Regions from separate parts of the Zea mays genome. Here all the other regions are linked to region 3. The links are chromatin contacts, called in public Hi-C maps. All regions are on one chromosome and are shown on one strand. Each heading gives the region's core, a stretch centred on a gene start, on an enhancer-like site or on the middle of the called end of the contact. The rest is flanking DNA. Distances are from core to core; before and after follow the strand shown.

What was found. Hi-C and Micro-C count contacts between places; a contact is called where the count stands out from the background.
Region 1: a Hi-C map of ear shows a contact between it and region 3, with 2.2 times the contacts expected there. The contact joins the promoter of LOC103638804 here to the promoter of LOC100273300 in region 3. A contact is called at or near these places in 2 of 25 Hi-C or Micro-C datasets (ear and tassel).
Region 2: a Hi-C map of tassel shows a contact between it and region 3, with 3 times the contacts expected there. The contact joins the promoter of LOC100384546 here to the promoter of LOC100273300 in region 3. A contact is called at or near these places in 3 of 25 Hi-C or Micro-C datasets (ear, endosperm and tassel).

What each region holds. Positions count from the first base shown.
Region 1 is chr9:106,677,549-106,681,234 of Zm-B73-REFERENCE-NAM-5.0, reverse strand. It overlaps LOC103638804 (putative pentatricopeptide repeat-containing protein At3g13770, mitochondrial), which reads right to left and starts at 1,935. Exons shown (of 2, transcript XM_008661617.3): 1 at 1,361-1,935; 2 at 1-749. The coding sequence starts at 1,751.
Region 2 is chr9:106,736,769-106,740,323 of Zm-B73-REFERENCE-NAM-5.0, reverse strand. LOC100384546 reads right to left here and starts at 1,766. Exons shown (of 12, transcript NM_001177061.1): 1 at 1,218-1,766; 2 at 911-1,113; 3 at 621-818; 4 at 437-508; 5 at 249-344; 6 at 67-146. The coding sequence starts at 1,764.
Region 3 is chr9:106,546,050-106,549,808 of Zm-B73-REFERENCE-NAM-5.0, reverse strand. It overlaps LOC100273300, which reads right to left and starts at 1,287. Exons shown (of 7, transcript NM_001360231.1): 1 at 749-1,287; 2 at 528-662; 3 at 243-308. The coding sequence starts at 1,201.

The DNA.
Region 1 (3,686 bases), core at 686-3,185, 130 kb before region 3:
ACATCCATAATGTTGAGTATTGAGGAGTGTGCTCTGCTCTTTAACTATATGATCGAACATATCAAGGCCCTCGTCAACCAGACCACCATGACTATAGCCCAACAAAACAGCCAATAGAGTAACACTGTCAGGCTTCACTTTATCACACATAAATCTGAAGAGCTGAACAACTTCATATGCCATGCCATGCCTTCCATATCCCATAAGCATAGCATTCCAGCTAACCACTGATCTCTCAGGCATATTGTCAAACACCCTTCGTGAGTATAACAGCTTGCCACATTTAGAGTACATGTCAATCAAAGAATTCTGCAAAGCCATGAAAAATGGCAACTCTCTACGAAGAATTAGCCCATGGACCTGCTTTCCATAATCCATAGAAGAAAGCCCAGACAATGCATTGAGAAGGACTGAGAACGTAACTTGATTGCATTGCATCCCTTCATTGTACAGCTGCCTGAACAAGTTCAGGGCTTCCTCATCAAGGCCCAGTCGGGTGTAGCCAGATAAAATGGTGGTATAGGAAACAACATCTCTTGCAGGAAGCATATCAAACACCCTCCGAGCTTCTTGGATATTCTCTGACCTGGCATACATGTCAAGAAGGGAACTCCCTACAAACATGTGTAACTCAAAATTTTTCTTGATGGCAAAAGCATGGACTTGCTTAATCTGGTGTTGGTGTATGCCTTGAGAGCCAGTACAGGAGGTAAGGACGGATGCCAAAGTGAATTCGTTAGGCTCGCATCCTGTCAGTTACAAGTAAAATTGATTACACATATGATATAATAAGTTAGAAAACATAGCATTGTATATACCATCCTAGAAGGATGTCAAAACTTTGGTGCGTCCTATAACAATGAACAAATTTGCAAACTTGATGGTCAATGGATATAATGTTGCAGAAGAAAAAACAGACATAACAGATTACTAGGACAGGCTTAACATATTGTTAGATAATGATACAATGATGACGGCAAAGCTATACAATTTAGTTCAAAGATAGTGGTGTGACACACATACCTATGGAAATAACAATAATGCATCAACAGAAGAAGTATATAACCAACAAATTTTCATAGAGAATAACTTCTTCTGACCAAGCAGATCATGCACCCAGTAGAGACATCGTGGAAATCAAAGTCAGTTTGGATACCAGATATGAATTATCGTGCCAAGCAGATTAGATAGCTTTATTCATCATACTTGCTCATTAGAGAATTAAACCAGTTGCATTGGAAATTAAGACCACTATGGTCCAAGGCCACATCATTATCTTATTTGGTCAGTTTGTTAGACAGATGACAAGAGCCTCTTTGGTGGCAATAGAATAGTAAAAGACAAGATTTAAGTGATCTACCAGCTCTGAGCATCATGATGAACAGATCCCAGGCCTCGGCAGGCCGTTCATTCTGAGAATATCCGGATATCATTGCCGTCCACGAGACCACGTTCCGCTCGGGCATTCCATCGAGCACGTTGTGTGCGTCCTCCAGCGCACCGCACCTAGCGTACATGATCACCAGCCGCGTCGCCAGGTACAGCGCCGGGCGGTACCCCGCGGTCACCATGCGCGCGTGCACCTGCCGCCCCTCGCGGAGCGCCCGCCTCCCGACACACTCCGTGATGGCGGCGTCGTAGTCGTGGAACCGCGCGGCGCCGGCACCGGGGAGCGCCGCCACAGCCGACGCGGAGCGGCGTGCGAAGCAGACCGCCGCTGCTAGCCGACGAAGGCCGCGCGCGGTGAGCATGAGAAGCGTGACGCCGTATCCGAGAGCCCACGCGCCGGCATTTCACTGACCACTTCGCGCGCGCGACGCCGCCGCTGCCCGCCGTCGTCGCACGGCCGGTCCTAGTATATTGGGCATTGGGGCTACGAGAAAACTAACACGGAGAGTCTCGTGAACACAAAATTGATGAAATTATCAAAAAAAAACAAATTCTACTCAGCACAATAGGTTCATTAAGACTTGTTTAGATGTACAGGGATTAAAGAAAATTGAGGGGCATATCTTGCTAGTTATTTTTAACTAGTAAGTGATCATGTGCCTCTCGATCCCCTCTAATACTCACGCATTAAAAACTCTTATGCCCTGTTTGTTTTTCTTCATTTTGATGAATTAGAATCTAACTAACGGATTATGCTATTTTTTTTAAAACATGACATTTCATAACTTTCCAAAATTTATATATAATGTTATCTCAAATTCATAGGGTGGGAGATAAAAAATGATTCTATAGATTTGTATGCAACTTTTCTAATATACAACTAATAGCACATTGTTCTATTTTCTAGTCTATAACATAAACAAATATATTACATATACAAATATATTAACTTAATTAGTTTGTGTTTAATTTATGATTATTAGAATGAAATTCAATTCCAACGAAAACGATGCCTTATCTTTTTATAAAATAACAAATATAAATTGTAGACATGGGTTCGGTACGCTGCACGACTCTTGGATAGTCTTCAGGACTGCAGAAATGGATGTTTGGATGCCAAATAGATCTCTTATGCTGGTCCGAATAGTGCAAAAGTCGGCCTCTCGTCTACATACTCGAGAATAGGGAATTCAGGCGTTCCAAGCTGTTCATCATTGGCATAGCCCACGACGGCTTTTTCCTTATGGGCCAAAGTGGCTTCAGGTGTGCGAGGAACACACCTCCCCCCGACACCTTTCCCTGTCGCCTCACTTAGTCACTCTCCTCTCGCTCACCTCTCCTCTTGTCGACATCGATGGTCGTTTCCTCCTCGAACTGCTTGAAGTTCTTACTTCATTGCACATGGTACTACATCAGATATAAGCTTGTCGTAATGCATCAGATCCCTCTTGTCGACATCGATGGTCGTTTCCTCCCCGAACTGCTTGAAGTTCTTACTTCATTGCACATGGTACTACATCAGATATAAGCTTGTCGTAATGCATCAGATCTAAGCTTTATTCATGTTTCATGCTCATTTACCAAGCCTTTGCACATCTCTACTACTTATTAAGGCTGCAAGAGTAGTCTGCCATTCTGTGTTCTGCCACCATTCCTGTTCTGCCATTCCCATTCTACCACCATTCGCATTCCTTGTTCTGCGTTTCTCATTCCCATGTTCTGTCATTCCCATTCCCCTCAAGGGGATTTGAACCCGTGACCTCTCAAGCAAAATGTGTGTTTATGTCTGCATCTATGACAGGAAACACATCTACTACATCTCTCACCAAGCTCACTTGCTACCCTTGCACAATGCGTAGTAGTAGATAAGTATTACCGAGATTCTTGAATTATATTTTTTGGATGGAGGTAATATTATTTAAAGAAGAGCTTTGCATGCAATTTCTTTTGTTTGAATAATGTTTTATACTTAAATTCCCTTTTTTGCATGCGTGACATTTATTCTTCGTAATATTTTTTCCATGGATCAGACTTGTGAGTCATTTTCATAAACCAACGCCAAGCATGAATCCATGTTTCTTACTTGAAACCCCGAACAAACACCATGAGCAGGAGGCACTCGTGTTGGCGTCGCTCATCAATGACGAGAAGAAGCTTGGCGACTGTCAGTTCGACCTCTAGAAGCAGTCCTACGTGGCCGCATGCGCCACTGTGTACGACAAGCTCCCGCGAAGCCGCCGCTTGGACGCGGTCTAGAGCAGTTGCACCGCGCTGTCCATCGTTAAGGAGGGGGGCCT
Region 2 (3,555 bases), core at 517-3,016, 190 kb before region 3:
ACCCCCCCCCCCCCCCCCCCCCCCCCCAAAAAAAAGTGCAGCGTGAACGGAAGTGATCTGACTCACCAGTGTTCCATGGTAGATGTGCCTCCGGTTGCGAAAGTGTGAGAAGAATTCACCACATCAAACAAGTAAGTCGAGATGTCCTGCACCAAATTGTGAAGGAACAATGCATTTCATGTCAGTTCTATCGTTAACATAGTTCATGTCAGGAGTGCTTGGTAAAGTCGAAACAGCTTTCCGTTTACCTTGTAGAGACGATCGCCAACGACCTCGTATCTCTTCTGCGCACCAACGAGGACGGGGAGATGCGTGTTCACATGCAAGCCCGAGATGTCGTCTTTCTGAAAGATGCATGGAGGTCTACATCGCTCAGTTGACGGTAGACCAGACTAGAATGTTTTTTTTTTAAAAAAAAAAGATCCCAAGAACTGACATGGAGACCAAGTGGTCCGAGGAAGCATGGCTTGTCGAAAAGATGAGCCATCGTCAGGTGTTTCTGATCTCTCTGCAGGGAGTATGAAGCAACGCTGTAAGCTTGCAGAGAGACGCACAGTCCAAAAGCCAAGATATGTTGCTGAACAATGCCAGCTCTGATCGATGACAGTAAGGTTAGTTACCGTTATAGTGTACAGCTGATACATGACGTCGTTGAAGCCGCCGGTCTCCTCGTTCATCGCCTCCCAGTGCCTCTGGATAGTGTGGATCTGCACCAGGTTCTTCACGCGGTTGCTGAAGTAGTCGGCCATCCGCAGCACCACGTCAAGGCCTTTCTCGTTGCTGGCCAGCGTGTACTGGTCGAGGAGTCCCTGCATGATCTGTCAGACACAAAGGTTCAATCAATGGGTCAGATCGACGCACTGGACCATGGGTTACTCAAACGTGTCTGACTCTGATCTTCTTCACGTACCTTGTGGGTGGTGTAGTATGGCGACCACGCCTCGTCCAGCTGCTCGTACAGGTCGAACATGGTCTCGGGGTACGCCGAGAGGTACCCCGTGCCCATCTTCTTCTGGCAGGCGTGGAGAATGTCCACCACCCTCGCCATCCTCTCCCTCAGGGTGCCGTTGTGCGTGGCCGCCCACGCGTGCGCGCTCGCGCTCAGGTAGTGCCCTGCGAAAGCACACACGATCAGAGGAGTAGCAACTGTAGATCGACCAATTGGCGCACACGGCACGGCTAGTGGCGACGGAGTTTAAAGATGGGCGACGACGGACCTACGAAATGGCCGCGGAGCTGCCCGTCCGGCGCCTCCCAGCCGCCGTAGGGGTCCCCGACGGTAGGCAGGCCAGCCTGCTGGCGGAAGGTCCAGGTGAGGCGGTCGGGGTCGAGGTAGAGCAGGTACTCGAGGTTGGTCTGCTGCGCCCGCCAGTACATGGAGGAGAGGCTGCCGTCGCCGTGGAGGCGGACGTCGTGCAGGGACGCCGGCGACAGCAGCCCCTCGGGGCCCGCGGCCTTGCCGGCGCCACCGTCCGGCCCGTCGCCGCGCGTCAGGCTGCGGTACAGCGCCAGCCAGTCGAACTCGGCCCGGCCGCCGCCGCGGAGCCTGCGCGGGAGGAGGGACATCCACGTGGCCTCCTCCGTCGGGGTCAGGTGCGGCAGGCCGTCGTCGTGCCGCCCCTTCGTGTCGTTGAACAGCCGGTCCGTGCAGAGGTGCAGCGCCGCGCCGCGCTCCACGAACGCCGCCGCGCACAGGAGCAGCAGCAGCAGGAGCGCCGCCTCCGCCTCCGCCGCCATGGCTAATGCCGGCCGAGCTCGCGACATAGGGTAGGGGATGGTACAACGACACTGAGGAAGAAACGCGCGTATATATAGGCCGCCGGCGTGGTTGGCGAGCGAATCAGTTGACGTACGGGGTCGATAAGCATCAAGGGAGACGAACTCTGCGAGTGTCCCGGTGAATTGTAGGGATGCAACTGTCAGATGGATAAACCACGCACGTTTCTCGGTCTCGTCGTGCCCACTGCCCTCCCCTCCTCCGCAACAGCCGCCCGATCAGTTCGACCTCCGAGCCTAGCAGGCAAGCTCTCTTTTGTTACTTTCGTTATCTCTACAATTATCGCGCTTAAACCAGAGCCCAGGCCCATCGCTCTTGGCCCAAAATGAGGATTGGCGGGTCTCAGTCACAGTAATGTTTTCCTTTCACTCAAAATAATGCTGCGTGATCAAACACTACCCCCACCCCCCCCCTCCCCCGATTTCATACCTTCCCACTCTATACAAAAATAAGTTAAAATTGCATATAAATGGGAATTTAAACCTTGTTATTGACTCTACGTTTACACCTACCTAACCAACGGAACACAAATATTTTTATATTTTATTAAAACAAAGACTAACCATTAATAATATAAACCGTAACAACTAGTGATGCGTTGATGTACGAGCTCTGCTCATACATATGCAGAGGTTGGTACATTACCATTGAGACAACTATCATTTCCACTCCTCCCAGAATATATAGAAAAAAAAAATACAAAACCCAACTATTCTCCAACTCTTAAATCGATTTTCGATGGCCATGAATTCCACACGATTCCAAAGCTATGAATTCGCTATAAGATACTCAGAGCTGGCATACCAAAACTTGCGTCCCTGCACGAGGTCCGCCTCCACGGCGACGATTCGGAGCGAGTAGGACGCACAGCTGGCATACCAAAACTTGCACCAATTTTATCTTCTAGTACATTTTGTCTTTTGCGCCAGGTTTAGACACGTATTCTGCAGGGAGGCAAACGGCCTGTTCAGTTCTGTTGCACCTTCGTCATCCTTGACGAGGCAGTACCAATAATGCGCTAACCATCTGTTGCCAAAATAGACAGAGATGGCTTCAGTGACAGCTAAAGCTGGCCATGGTAACCTTTTCCGACTACTGTCATTTTCCAGATTCATACAAAGATACTGATGAGAGTCGACCATCGCTACATGTCTAGGAGTAATTCCGATAGCTTTTTCAAACATACCTGTTTTTCTTAGTTTCAAACATACCTGTTCCCCTCCCGTGCTCCCAAGCAAACCCTAATTGATGAAATACATCTGAATATACTCTAAAACCGGACCACTATGAAAATTACAGTGAACTGCATCTGATCGTCTAAAATCACCTCAGAAACACGGAGAGCAATGGCAGGTTAAGAATAGGATGAGTGAAAATAACAGAACTGCCACTGTACTGCAACAGCAGCATTTTTCAGTTCAGTTGCCACTTCGCTGTGCCAATTAGTTGCATAGAAGAGCGTCAGTTTACAAGGAAACAAATAGCCAGCTGTAACTGTTTTAGGCAGTAAGCCACAATTTTTGGAGCGCGTTCTAATGAGCTGATTTAGCCACAATTTCTGAGTGATTTCTCAGAGACCTGTTCTAGATGCAAAGGCCGTATTCTTTTTCGTGGTGATTTCAACATTCTGAGGAAAATGGAAGATAAACATATCCTGGAACTTCAAATAGATGGAGTGCTCTTTTTAATTCAATCACAGAACTAAATGGTTTGATTGAGCTAGATCTCACAGATAGACTTTACACTTGGTCCAATAACAGAAATAATTTCTCACTGAT
Region 3 (3,759 bases), core at 38-2,537:
GGCCTCTGAAAAGCAGTAAAATGACCACCGGAAGCAGGGAGAGCAGGGTCCTTGGGCGCGTAGGAGAACGGAGAGCAGGAATTTACACGACGCTAGCTAGGCCACATATACGGCGTAGGTTTAGGCTTTCCTTCCAAAGGCAATGCTCTTGCTCAGTACTCAAATTGAAGGTGGGGCGTGCGAGATGCAGATAGGAGTAAAGATGAGGGGGGGTAATAGATGGTGAGATAATGGAGGCACACCTTACTGCAGCCGGGGACCAGCTCCTTGAGCAGCTCCATCCTCGCATTGATCTTCTCGCGTCTCGCCTGTTGAGTGAATATTTTTTGTTTGTGAAGGCAGAAAAGGTAATCAACTTTTTGTCATACTGGAGAAGAAGAATGCAGGCGAATAATCAAGTGATTAGTGGCGAAAGCGACCCTGAAAAGGGGTCTACCGGCGACGTCACCACGTCCTAATCACCCAATCATTGGCATAAACCCCTCCCATGACATGAGCTTGCGCGGTTAGCGGCTCGGCGAACTCACCCGCTCGGCGAGGCTGTGGCTGTCCGTGGCCTGGCCCCGCCTGGCCCGCACGTGCACGTACGCCGGCTTCTCGTCGTCGCCGTCGCCGCCCGCGAGCTTCTCCTCCGCCGTCTTCCCCTTCTTCGCCGCCTTCCCCTGCGGCCACGGAGCAATCAGAGCCAAGGTCCGGCGGCGATGCCTAGCGAGGTCTGGAAATGCAGACGCGCGATGTAGTACCCTACCTTGGAGGCACGGTCGACGGGGTCGGCCTTGCGCTTGCCGGCGTTAGCGGCGGCGGGGAGGGGCCGGGCCGGGGACGTGGAGGATGGGGACGGGGACGGGGGCGCGAACGTGGATAAGCGCGCGGCGCGGTCCACGAGGTGCGGGTCGGAGGGGAAGGTTGGCGCGGGCGCTGTGGCTAGGGCGGGGGGCGTCGTGCGGGGGAGGAGCAGCTCCATGGCCTGCGAGGTGGGGAGTCCCAGCAGCGCCGTGAAGGAGCCTCCGCCTCCGCGGGCGCCCGCGGTGGAGGCATTGGCAGGGGCCAGCGCCGCCTGGATCTCGCCCCCGGCGGCGGGGAGCTCCTGCGGCGGCGAGGCGGGGCGCATCGGCGCGGCGGAGGCGTCCGGGACGAGGGAACGAGGGGAGGAGGACACGGGAGCAGAGGCGGAGGCGGGGGTAGGGGAGAGTGGCGCCATTATTTATAGGGGGGCCGGCGCTGAGGCGAGAGGTGGTGTCACTCACTGGTGTGCCGTGCGCGCGTGAGCTGCTGCTGCTGCGTTCGCAGTTCGCACTCGCACGCCCTGGCTCGGTGGCTCCTCCTCCGCTGGGGTCAAGGAAGGAGAAGATTGGAGAGGTAGGGACCTAGGGAGAGGAGAGGAAGCCCAGGCCCAGGAGGGGTGGTTAGAGCGTGTTTGCCACCTGTACCCGGCTTGGCCCGTTCAACTAGCCCAGGTTTGGGCTGTTAGGTTCTGCTGTTCTAACGCACCATGTTTGTATCCATACATCAAACCAGCCCGATCTAGATAAACTGTTTGCCACTCATCATACAATCAGCCTCAAAGCCCAACTACCAGCAACTGCCAAATCGAGATCGTGTTTAGAAGTTGGATGTGGTCAGCCTGACCCTTACAGCGAAATAAGCGAGCAATAATTTGTATGATCATTACAACAGTTGTTATCAATTAAACCATACAATTAGTGCCGATTAAAGCACTTGGCCTCAGACAAATTAAAATTCATCATTTTTATAACATTGATGGCTACACTGTACAATCAAAATAGGAAGCAGAGAAGAACATCTCCATATGCAACATAGTGAGACACATTTCTCAATCCTAGCAAAGAAACAAGATTACAGAAACAGAGTATACAAAGCAAAAGTGCATGTAGCCAGCTAAAGCCTTTGTCCATTCTGTCAATCTGTCATCATGGGCCTAATTAGTAAGACACAACAGCTAACCGTGTTAGCTAAGGCTTGCAAAGGAAGAAGATCACATAAATAGGTAAGAGAAAGCAAAATCACATGCATCTAGTTCTAACGCACCCCTTGCTCAAAACCTAAAATGCCTCAGTCAACTGCTTAGTCATAGTGATAGCAAACATCAGTGACGAACATCATTGGTTGTGTTACCAATATGATTGGCCTCAGCTTATGAATATGGTGGTTGTAATTTTTTTGTTCAAGTCATTGGTGGTTGTCATCTAAGCAATAACAACAAGCAGCGAATGCAATGGAGAAAACCAAGACGAACACAGACCTTGAGAATCAATCTCAAACTCAACAAAGGCAAATGAACATAATAGAAAACCACCTCATTACATAGTTGTTCGCACAATAAACCATTAAGTCTAGAAACAAAGATAGGCAAATAAATGGGACAAAAACAACATGATAAATTAGCTAGTTCATGTATCAAATAACGTAGCCAACAGAGCCTACACAAATAGTGCCTTACAATAACTTTGAGCCCAACAACTTAGGGCTCAAATGGTGTCCATGTCACCCAAATGTTACCTGTTGTTAGCCACCCTCCTAGGTAAATTGGACAAAATGACTGGTGGGAGTAAACCAATCAACCAGACTGCATAAATAAACAACAAACTATTCCTAGATGTAGTCAAAAGAAGAGAGAGTGGGTGAGGGGGTAGAGGAACTATACATCTCAACACATAACTGAGAGCACCTAGCGGGGGGTGAATAGGTGATCCTGTAAAATTTAAAACTTAACACCACAAACTTGATTAAGAGTTAGAACAATGAAATCAAGTGAGTAGAGAGGAGAGCTCTTGTGAAGCACAATAGACACAATAAGGACAAGCACAAGAGACACGAGGATTTATCCCGTGGTTCAGCCAAGTACAAAAACTTGCCTACTCCATGTTGTGGCGTCCCAACGGATGAGAGTTGCACTCAACTCCTCTCAAGTGATCCAATGATCAACTTGAATACCACGATGTTCTTCTTTACTTTACTCTTTCCCGTTTGCGAGGAATCTCCACAACTTGGAGTCTCTCGCCCTTACAATAAGAATCACAATGAAGCACTAGAGTAAGGGAGGGAAGCAACACACTCAAATCCACAGCAAATACGCACACACAAAACCAAGACTTGAGCTCAAGGCAATATCTCGAGGTTCTCACTAGAACGGAGCTCAAATCACTAAGAATGTCGAATAAGTGCGCAAGAATGAAGTGTGAGTGATCAACAATACTCAAGGAATGCTTGGTGTGCTCCTCCATGCACCTAGGGGTCCCTTTTATAGCCCCAAGGCAGCTAGGAGCCGTTGAGAGCATTCTAGGAAGGCAATTCTTGCCTTGCACCACCGGACACAGTCCGGTGCGGATCTCTTTCCTTATTTGGCGAAGCCGACCGTTGCAGATTCCGAGCCGTTGGCGCACCGGACACTGTCCGGTGCCCCCTTCTGACCGTTGGCTCTGCCACGCGTCGCGCGCGGATTTCGCGGCCAACCGTTGGCCCGACCGACTGTTGGCTCACCGGACAGTCCGGTGCATCACCGGACAGTCCGGTGATTTATAACCGTACGCCGTTAATTGCTTCTCGAGAGCAGCCAGTTCGCCAGAGTCAGCCTGGCGCACCGGACAGTCCGGTGCACCACCGGACAGTCCGGTGCACTCAGACCGAGCTGTCTTTGGCTGAACAAAGCCATCTCTTTTCCAACTTGATTTCTCCTGTTTCCAGCACTTAGACACAATTCATTAGTCTCCAAAATAATGTACTAAGTCTAGAAACGTA